2 separate regions of the Zea mays genome follow, and region 2 is linked to region 1. A link is a contact called in public Hi-C data. All regions are on one chromosome and are shown on one strand. The core of a region is the stretch at or near the end of the contact, and the rest is flanking DNA. Distances in the headings are between cores, read along the strand shown. Region 1 holds the start of LOC103630548 (probable calcium-transporting ATPase 6, plasma membrane-type). Region 2 holds the start of LOC100274522.

What was found. Hi-C and Micro-C count contacts between places; a contact is called where the count stands out from the background.
Region 2: a contact with region 1 is called in a Hi-C map of bundle sheath, with 1.9 times the contacts expected there. The contact joins the promoter of LOC100274522 here to the promoter of LOC103630548 in region 1. A contact is called at or near these places in 2 of 25 Hi-C or Micro-C datasets (bundle sheath and leaf).

What each region holds. Positions count from the first base shown.
Region 1 is chr6:167,657,401-167,662,537 of Zm-B73-REFERENCE-NAM-5.0, forward strand. LOC103630548 (probable calcium-transporting ATPase 6, plasma membrane-type) reads left to right here and starts at 3,155. Exons shown (of 7, transcript XM_008651597.4): 1 at 3,155-3,479. The coding sequence starts at 3,282.
Region 2 is chr6:167,487,373-167,492,509 of Zm-B73-REFERENCE-NAM-5.0, forward strand. LOC100274522 reads right to left here and starts at 2,482. Exons shown (of 1, transcript NM_001148879.1): 1 at 823-2,482. The coding sequence starts at 1,737. The coding sequence ends at 1,048. It overlaps TRNAD-GUC (transfer RNA aspartic acid (anticodon GUC)), which reads right to left and starts at 97; the gene lies at 26-97.

The DNA of each region.
Region 1 (5,137 bases), core at 1,905-4,404:
AGGCAACATAAATGAAAAAACAAAATGGCCCAAGACAGAAATCAACACTGATAGACCCGGTAAGACACGTCGTCGACTCCCTAACCCCCGCACGCGCATTCGGCCCAATAGCTGGCCCATGCAGGTGGTCCAGTGATTCTGCCTCCTCACGCAATCATCACATGTGCGCTATGATCCGTTAGCCGGTCCACGCAGTCAGCCTAACCAACTCAACTGCTCGTCTGTTCCATACAATCCTTACACGCGTTGCATTCAGATAGGCTAGTCCACTGCCTAGTTTAATTGGGGCGATGACACAGGGTCCCGAAAATTTTGCCCCCAAAATTGGGTTTTCTGAAAATAAATAATATAAGTCAATAAATATTGTTTGATGTTTTACAAAATAAACTACAAAAACTTGACTTTGAAGTGGATAATATGAGAGGGCAGGAATATGATAATAGATCAAAGGTAAAAGGATCAAATATAAAAGGGTCTATTTTAGACTACTTCTATCCCTATATATTGTAGGTCATAGGACCTACTTTTATGTTTTGCACCAGGGCAAAAAAGACTCAGAGACGACCCTACATCGAGAAACCCTAGCTCATTCATCTCCTCTTTTCTTCCAACATCATTCGAAGCCCAAGCTTGCGCTCGCATCACCACCATTGATGTTGTCGTGCCTCGTCCCGACACTAGCACCTTTGTGGGCCTTCTCGCTAGCGCCGCATATAAGCAAGTCGTGTGCGACTCTGTCGAGGGGTTCCACCTAGGTGTTTCTTTCGATGGCAAGCGCACACACATTAAGGACGACGAGTGACATGCCGACTCTGGGTCTAGCGAGAGCAACAGTGGACCAGTCTTAGGGTCCACACCATGCTCTGCCAGATCCACTCGTGCACGGCGGATCGTGAGCCATGTGACGAGTCGGGTCACGATGCGTCTGGCATGGCGACCCATGGTTGCACATGCGTCTCATGACCATCACACTCGTCAGACAGGACTACAACGTCCACGCGCGATGGCTCATTATGCCACATGTGGCCGTCAATAGGAACTTGGTAGGTCTCTTCTCATCTTAGGGTTAGGGTTATGGGATGGTAATTTTGGGAATTTTCTAATTTGGCTTTCTAATCATGCAATTTCCCTCCTAATTGCTTATGCATGCTTAGTTTCATGAATTAGCCTCTAATTGCTCTTAAGTTGGACTAATTTCGTGAAAACAGTGAAACCCTAGACCTACTCCACAATTCAATCCTTAATCTAACCTTAATTTCTTAACTTTAATCATCATGATTTGGCCTAAACATACACTGATCTACTTAAATTAGGCGCATATTTTTCTCACTAGGGTCATGGAATTTTAGATAGCTCAAGAATTTGAACTAAAACTTGAACTTGTTAAGGAAAAACTTAAACTTAAATATCAAATCGTGCATGATGCTTGCATGAATCTAATATACTGAGGCTAATTTCACATAAAACAAGCATCTAACACATCATTATCCACTATCTGGCACAAACCAATCAAAACCAACATGATCAGGGGCTCATCCTTAAGACTTAGGTGCTGGTGATGGATCTAGATAGACTAAGATGGCTATGATACCAAATATTAGTTAAAAATAGGATTAACATAATGAGTGATTACCTACAAGATCTCTTAGTCTATTACAGGATCAGTAGATCACGTATATAACTTAATCTTATACGGAATTGGGTAGGAAAATTGTATACGACACTTATAACGATCTCTCTGGTTGGTGTAGTGGTAGCAGAGGTGATGGAGTTCACCAATTCAAGAGCACAAGCTCTGAATCGACGCTTCAGTGGCTTGGGGGCGTAGCGCGTCCCTCTGGGCGCCACCGGCATTGGCTTGGATGCGGAGCACATGCATCTGACCTCTCCAGCGCTTCTTAGTGATCGATAAGGATTGGTGGATGCACTGACTCATTCAGAGAATAAATCCTCTCTTAGTTTATATAGAGCGTCGTGGAGCCAGGGTCATGTCCGAGTTTCCTTAGGTTTGTCGCCCGATCAAGGCAAGTCTTGGATGCTATAATGTTGTTTACTTATGCATTTCAATATGTTTACTTTGTGTTTTTTTCCGTATCTCTGCATTCCCTTTGTTGATCGAAATCACCCAAGGAAAGTCCTAACATTGGTCACGCCATCTACCATGCAAAAGCTTGTAGCTGTACCATTGCCCACCACCATGGACCTACCCCTCAATTAGATATTTGTAACTTTCAACGAATCATTCCACACGAGGAGTTATTATTATTCTTTTTGAGTTGTGTAATACTATCTCCGTTCTCAAATATTTATCATTCGATAGTGTATTTTTGAATTAAAGTGTGACAAATAAAAATGAACGGAGGGTACCACCCTTATTTATTTTTTGTGCATTTTTTTTTGCCAAATTCTATTTCCAGTTTCGATTTTCCACCCCCAATTACAAAATAGGCTGATATTCATTTTCTCTTAAATTCTTGATCTCTAAACCTTATTTTCCTTTGGTTTAGTGATAAAGGTCTTGTTTAGCCGTTTAGGGGAGCTCCGCTCTTTAATACTTCAGCTCTATTCCTTGATTTTCTGGTAGAGTGATTCTATCTTAGTCCTAGAGTGAAGAGCTGATGAGAATTAATTCTCTGTTATCCTCAATAAAATATAACAATGAGCTTGGTGAAGTAGAGTTTTTTCTTCTAGCTTTTAGTGTAAATGAAGAATTGATGCTCTCCCGTCGTCTGAATCAGTTGACATTTTGAGCGTTTGGAGTGCTTATCTTCGAAGTTTAACAGCTTCGGTTAAAGAAAAGGCCAGCTAGCTAGCTGTTAGAGCCTGTCCTGCGCATGAACTGGGTGCATGTATATATAATTCATTCCCGGGAAGCGTCTTGAAATTTCGCTGCCAATTCTGTGCATCGTTCCAACTTCCAAGGTGTGTGTGAAGAAAAGAACTTGCTAACAAGTTTCAAGCTCTTCATTATTTTTTCTTTTTTAGCCACGAACGCATACCTCGTGCAGTCACATGAAAATTTACTTGCATCACATTTTTTTCCCACCCCTGCCGTAGTTCATATCCTATCAGAAATTTCAAACGTTTGACGTTTACCACTACTTCGGTGGGAGAGGGGGGATTTTTTTGGACTTTATATATTGTCAGTTGTCACACAAGTGGGGGCCTTTCAATAGTTTTGCTGGTTTATATTCCTTCCGCTTCCGGCCTTTCAATGCAGCGAGCGCACGCAGCGCGGGAGAAGGCGAAGCGCGAGAGCAGAGGCGCAACGCGGCGCCGGCATGGACTCGGGCAGCAAGAGCTGGAGCATCGATAGCTACCTCAACGAGCACTTCGACATCCCCGCCAAGAACCCGCCCAGCGAGGCCCGCCTCCGCTGGCGCCGCGCCGTCGGCCTCGTCGTCCGCAACCGCCGCCGCCGCTTCCGCATGTTCTCAGGCCTCCACGCCCTCGACGACGCCCAGCGCCGCAACATCCTGGTACGTACCTCCCTCTGGGCCGGCACCGGCGCAGCTGTACAGCCGTACAGGCCGTAGAATTGGAATCCTTCTCCGCGTCGCTTTCGTTGAATTGCGCCGTTCAAAACAGTGAATGCGCATTACGGGCTTGCGAAATTGCTAGGAAACTTCCTCGGTCCGGATCAGCCTTGAGCCGTGGTACGTTATGTGGACGAGCACGCTCACCTCTGGCAGGCCATTGCTTTGCCTTTGTACTCGAGATCCATATCGCTACTCAGGAGCTTGATCGTTTTTCATCGACTCATCGACTTCATTTCCTTCAGCACCACTCTCAAAAAAGGCCTCGTAACCCTCTTTACAACACTACCACATCATCAAGAGTGTCATAAAACTAAGAATGAAACAGTATCTCTAAATGCAAAAATTCACTTCATTATTTGGTAGACTAACCTACCAATTAAATGCTACAACTGAATGAACAATAGAAATTAGTAAAATATGTGAAGATGAAACAAATCACTCTTAATGAAGGTTTCACACGGTTTCTAAGGCATTGGAAACGTGTTGACATGGTTTTATCCCCATAAAACTAATTTTATCTCACAAAACTCATTCATCTTAAATGTATGGCATGTCATCTAAAACACTGATATGATACACTATTAAATGTGCATTTGAGAATAGCCTAAAGACAAGTGGTCGTGCCAGCAGCCACGTTTTTGCTTGGCGAGCAAGCTGGCTATGCCGCCACATGGCACGCGAGGAGGCACTAGTGCCACGCCAGCCATACCTCGAGCAAGCAAGTCATCAGTGTCGAAGAGATGGTTAAGGCTGCGCTTCCAGGTCCATGAACTCCTTCCCGCTGGCCCTACTTCGCCATCACGGGTAAGCCCAATCCATGAGCTCTAGCTGTCCACCCTTCCGTTTCGAATCACGGCGGCATCCCGATGACCTCGTCATCGCCGGTGGTGTCGACCATTATGGAGACCAAGAAGGTCTTGCCTCAGGGACCAAAGGATTTAGATCCTCTGCAGTCAGTCGACTGTAGAGGCTATTAGGTGGATCTAGCGAGTGGATCTACATATGGTCACAGATGTCCTCTGCAGTGCAGAGGATCCGAGTCTACGCCGAAGATGGAGCAGGAGGAGGGGAATTTGGTGTAGGCGCGGTGGTAGTGGATGAGATGACTGGGAGGTTGGGAGCTTTGATGATTACGACATACATGAACGTGGTACATACTATATACGGTCATGTGGGGCGTGCTAAATGGGTCGATGTTAGACACGATAGGACCCGTAGTACTTCGATACGACATTGACACGATATATATAGTGCATGTGCTGGTACGGGGTCCAAGGTCGTCACCCCCGACATGAGCACGACACAATTAAGTTGTTGGCACGATTATACACGACTTAGGCGAACTGGCGGTCCATAAATGTGATTGTGATGTATGTGTCTATGTGATTGTGAATTGTTATTGTTTTAAATATAATAAACCCGTCCTATAATGGTTTCAATGTTCATATTTTAAAATTATATATGTAATCTTAAAGATGTTCTAGATCTTTTTGAGCTCTTAAAGTGAAATAGTACTTAGGTTGGCACAAACACTACTAGGTCCTAGTGTCATATTATAATGGTGGTATGGCACGATTAAGCATTATAGTGTCGTGTCT
Region 2 (5,137 bases), core at 1,232-3,731, 170 kb before region 1:
GTGTGCGCGCCAAAAAAAAAAGAATCGCCGTTGCCGGGGATCGAACCCGGGTCACCCGCGTGACAGGCGGGAATACTCACCACTATACTACAACGACAACTGTTGCCCTGAAATACAAGGGGCACAAATTAGCCATTACTGTTGACAGCGAACGAAGCAAGCGCAAACTGCAAAGCTGAAGCACACGATAGTTCTGTAGCAAATCTGCTTCACTTGGATGGCATTTGTTCCGGCGGCCAGCCCAGCCGGTCACCGCTGCCTGCCTTGCCGGGAGAGACTCTGAAAATCAGACTGCATACGTTATACATCTGCTGAGCTGCACACAGAATCCAGAGGAACGAGGCTTTAGCAGTCCGATAACTAGACAACAATCTGAGAAGCAGGCATGTAGCAGTACTGCAATAGTATCAGTGAAGTGTTGTATTAGTACAAATGTATAATATCCGTGCAATAACCTTTCTAAACTAGTTACAGGAGTTCTTTCAGAGCAGACAGTGCAGAACGACAATAAACCTGGACATGAGACCGTATCTTTCTCTTTGCAGCAGAATCCTCCTGACAGCTGGTCAACTACTAAATTTAAGCTGGGTTAAGGCAGTACTGAAAGCCCAACACCGTATGCACACCACCACAACCTTGCTACGTGATCCCACATCATGAACAAAGTACAATCGGGCTAGTGGTATTCCAGAGAAACTCTGGGCGGAAAAAAAATCCTCTACGTTCTGCAGAATGAACAAACAATCTGACGATTTTGTAGTCGTCCTGTAATTGCAGAAAAATAAAATAAAAAATCTTGCACCCACAGAAATGACCTTTTTTCAGATGTAAACAGTGTTCAGTGCATTTATATTAGTTCAATATAATCTCAGCTATACACACTGAACACCAGCACAAGAAGCATGGACCACAGTGGAGGTAGTTCCACTCATTATCAGTTCCTCAATTCTTCTAATTACATGAAAATTTGACCTTTCAAGCAAGCCAAAAGAAGCTGGCACTGGCAGAGGCCCCAAAAAAAAAAAACTGCCAATCAGGCAAACGCGCTCATTCAGCCAGGGGATCAGAACTCACGAAGCTCGCAACAACATCCATGGAATGACGCAAGCCTTCTGGGACATCAATTTCCCGTGACATCCCTCGCACTTCATCGATCCTGCAGTCCGCGGCTGCCGGTCTTGAGCTCTCCTCCCAGCCGCCTCCAACCTCCGAGTTGCCGTTGAAGCACAGAGCAGGATCGGCACACGCCACGGAGCCCACACTGCACGGCTTCTGAAAAGGGAGCACGCCGCCGACCTCGGCGTCGATCTTGCCCCGGATATCGAGCAGGAGACCCCGGAGCCTCGCCACCTCCGCCTCCAAAGCTGCATGGCCCTGCAGCCGTCTCTGGAGCTGCTGGTTGGCGGCGCGGAGCTTCTTGACCTCCTCTTCCAGAAAGGCCGCGTGCGCCTTCTTCTTCTCCCGGTACTTGCGCACAGCTTCCCTGTTCCCCAGCGGTCTGCGCGGCTTCGCCGAGTCCTCCCTGGCGTCGTCGTCGTCCTCCCCGCCGCTGCCCAGGACCAGGGTGTGCGCGTGCAGGCACGTGTGGGTGTGCATGGCGACCGAGGGGCCGGGCGGGTTGCAGCTGTGCGTGTGGGTGCAGGTCGTCGTGGCGCTGTTGAAGAACTCGTCGAAGCTGTCAGGCATCTCCGGGTGGGAGAAGAGCAGTTGGCAGGGGAGGTCAGCTCCATCGTCCATTGTGGCAGAGAATGTGTGCCGAGAACAAATTTCTCCGCCTGTGGTCAACGGACAAGTCGCACAAGAAAGATGCCTGAAAAGAGAGAGAGAGGTGAAGGAATCAAGAGCTTGTCTAAAAGATGTTCCTTGAAGGGTCTTGAAGCTTTAATAAGAACTGAATTTCTGAGCAACGGTTGCTGGGGGGCAAACTAACGGATCACATCACAAATGAAACAAACTTGCAGGTGCAGGGCAGTAGACCTCACCACTCAGCAGTAGAACCCGGGAGGGAGGAAGGAAACACTCGAGAAAGGACACCAAACTCCAAGAAATGGTGAGCTGCCCGAATTCGGTGGAGGTAAATTCACAAAAAAAGATAGTAGAGGTTGGAAGGGTGAGGACTGGAAACCACCTAGGAGGTATCGGTAAGCTAGCCGGAAAAGCAGGATTCCGGCATCAGAATATCGGAGCGACGATATGGAATCGACGGTAGGGCGTCTCTCGTTCCCTCGCCGCCGAGCTAGCTAACCTCTAGCGGGTAGAAATTTTGTACCTCCCCTTTCTCTCCTCCCCTTTCGCCTTTTCTCGGATTCTTTCTTTATGGTGTCGCCACCGATCTTTTTGGCGACGTCCGATCCAGTGCGTTGCGTTTTAGCTGCGATTGGAGAGGAGAATCCCGGAAAGGGAGCGGCGTTCTGTGTCGTGGAGGAGGAGATGGGACGCCGACGTGATCCGATCAGTGGTGGGCGGTGGAGACGGAGGGAGGGGACGATTCCCTGTTCTTGCCAGTGCTGGGAGGTTTTTGTTGGCTCGCAATGACCGAATCTTTTTGCTTGCGGTGGCCTGCCACTTGGCCTGGTTTTGTCTTTCAGTTGGACTTTTTTGCACCTCAATATTGTTGCCTAGTTGACAATGCACGTCATTGTTCATAAATAACACGAACATGCCAGCAGAGAAGAGTCGGTAAAGTTGCTACAATATTATTCAATCAAACTATATAAAGAGGTAGAATGGAGAAAGCTTATGTATAAAACTTGAGCATCCAAGTGTTGTTTAATACCCATTCTGTCATAATTTATAATTTATTTCACTTTTTTAAATCCAATTTGACCGATTCGTTTTATTAATTTTTTTACGAAAAATAAAAAAATTAAATTCATACTTAAAGTATATTGCTCTCTGTCTCAATTTATAATTTGTTTGATTGTTTACTAACTTTGACCGACTTGTCTTATTCAAAAATATTATAATTATTATTAGTTTTCACTGTGATATTATTTATCATATAATATATTTTAAGTATTGTTTTGATTTTTTTGATTTTTGATTTTTTGGAATAAGACAAACCGATCAAATTTGATATAAAAAAGTCAAATGAATTATAAATTAGCATGAAGAGAGTATATGTTAAATGATATCAGATAAAAAAAATAATAATTATGAATTTTTTTGAACTTGGTTAAAATCACGAATTAGGCACGTTCCATTCAGGATCCCATCCAATGTTCCCAAAATTGTGGTATGCCCGACCATCCACCCTATTCTTAGATGAATGTTGTCCCACGCTCTTTCTCCTCTTCATCCCATCTTCTCTTGAATTACCATTTTAATGTATGCATGTTTTCTGTCTTTTTTAAATAGACAGGAGATCTACCTAATATATTGAAAAGGAGAAAAATGACATGGTAAAATGGTTTAGAACAACCAGGATAAGATCCTAGGCACACGGGCCACTAGCCTAAGGAAAGGGGGAAAAACGAAAACAACCCACAATTAAGAAAAGCATCTAAGAAGATAAGGGAATTATCAGATGTCTAGCCTCTTCCAACTTTCAGGGTGCCGCCTCACACTCTATTTTTACAACAGTTTATTGGTGTCTCGAGAATCTGAGATCAAAGATTCTCGCATTTCTTTCCCGCCAGATTTACCAAATCAAAAAAATCAACAACGATATGAGGCCTTTCCTATTACATTATGCCGACGTGGCTGATCTCTCCCATCAGGGCATAAGGGAGTGGAAGTGCCCCCAATTAGACTGTTTTAGGTCCTCAATGGCCACTCACTAATCCTCATTTTGTCGACCACAAAGGTCACTTTCAACCCTAATCCTCCTTTTGTCGACCACAAAGGTCAAGCCCACACACTAATCTTTGCTCACACGAGCGGGTAACACAAACTTTTTTGTGGTCTTTCACAAGATTTGGAGACTCACAAGCGACACCTAGTCGTTTAGGGGCTTGAAGCTCCAAAAGTAATAAATCCACAAAGAACTCGATGTAGTATCAAAGCTCGAATCAAGAAGACCAAGAAGGATTTAGAGATGAAGCACAAAACCCACAGCTCTCAATCTCACTCAAAGATTTCTCTCAAATTTTTTGAAATGGAAGAGGCAAGAGATATGTGTGAGAGAGTGGGAGGTGTTTCTGAGGTTAGAAATGGAGTTTGGTGCACGCTCTTGTGTGGGGGAGAGAGGCAGGGGTGAGTATATATAGGTGGGACTCCAAAACTAGTCGTTTGACTTTTGTGCTCAAATACGGCTGAGCCGGTATTAAAAACCAGCTGAGCTGGTTTTCTGCATAACATATTCGAGTCGACCCACCGGTTGAGTAGCAGATTGGACCAGAGGGAAAACCGACTGAGCCGGTCCAGAAACCAGATGAGCTGGTATTTCAATCCCGGCTGAACCAACATGAATCCCGGCTGAACCAGTATTTTTCAGAGAGCAATTTTGGCCAAGATAAACTTAAAAAGGTTGTACTACATATTTTCATTAAGGATTAACAAGGGTAAAATAGAAGTTTTGGATCAAGGATTTTTGGCTTTAGTACCAACACCTTTTTGGATCACCCTTGATAGTACAACGATTCCTATACTCAAGTTAAATAAAATATAATTAAGTAAATTCCTTGAGTCATTAGTGTCTCATGTGTGATTCTACATAGTGTTGCTTCGTAAGGATCACAAACATCTTTGTGTCACATTTTGAAGCAAACAAAAATCGAGCCTGTGACTTGAACCATTTCACCATATATGAGTTCAACTCATGGCTTCAAGTCACTTTACTGATGCATCAACACAATATAAATATTCATATTTGATAAGTAAATTGACTTAGTGTAAGTACTCTCTCCTTCACCTTAGTCATGGTACCTCGATCAACAAACCGTCGATTGACCTTCACCTTCGCTTAGTCCCTCGAAGCACTTACCTTGCTATTTTCATCTCATCAAGTCATTCTTGAGCCACATCATATTAAGAATCCATTGAGAGAATCATTTCTTCAATATTGTGAATCTTGCTTGAATGTCATATAGATATAAATGCTAAGATCAATCAAGCTCTAGTTTGATTCTCATAGAAGAATATATGGACTAATAGTAATATGGTCAAGCCAATTCAATATTTCTCATATCTTATTCAT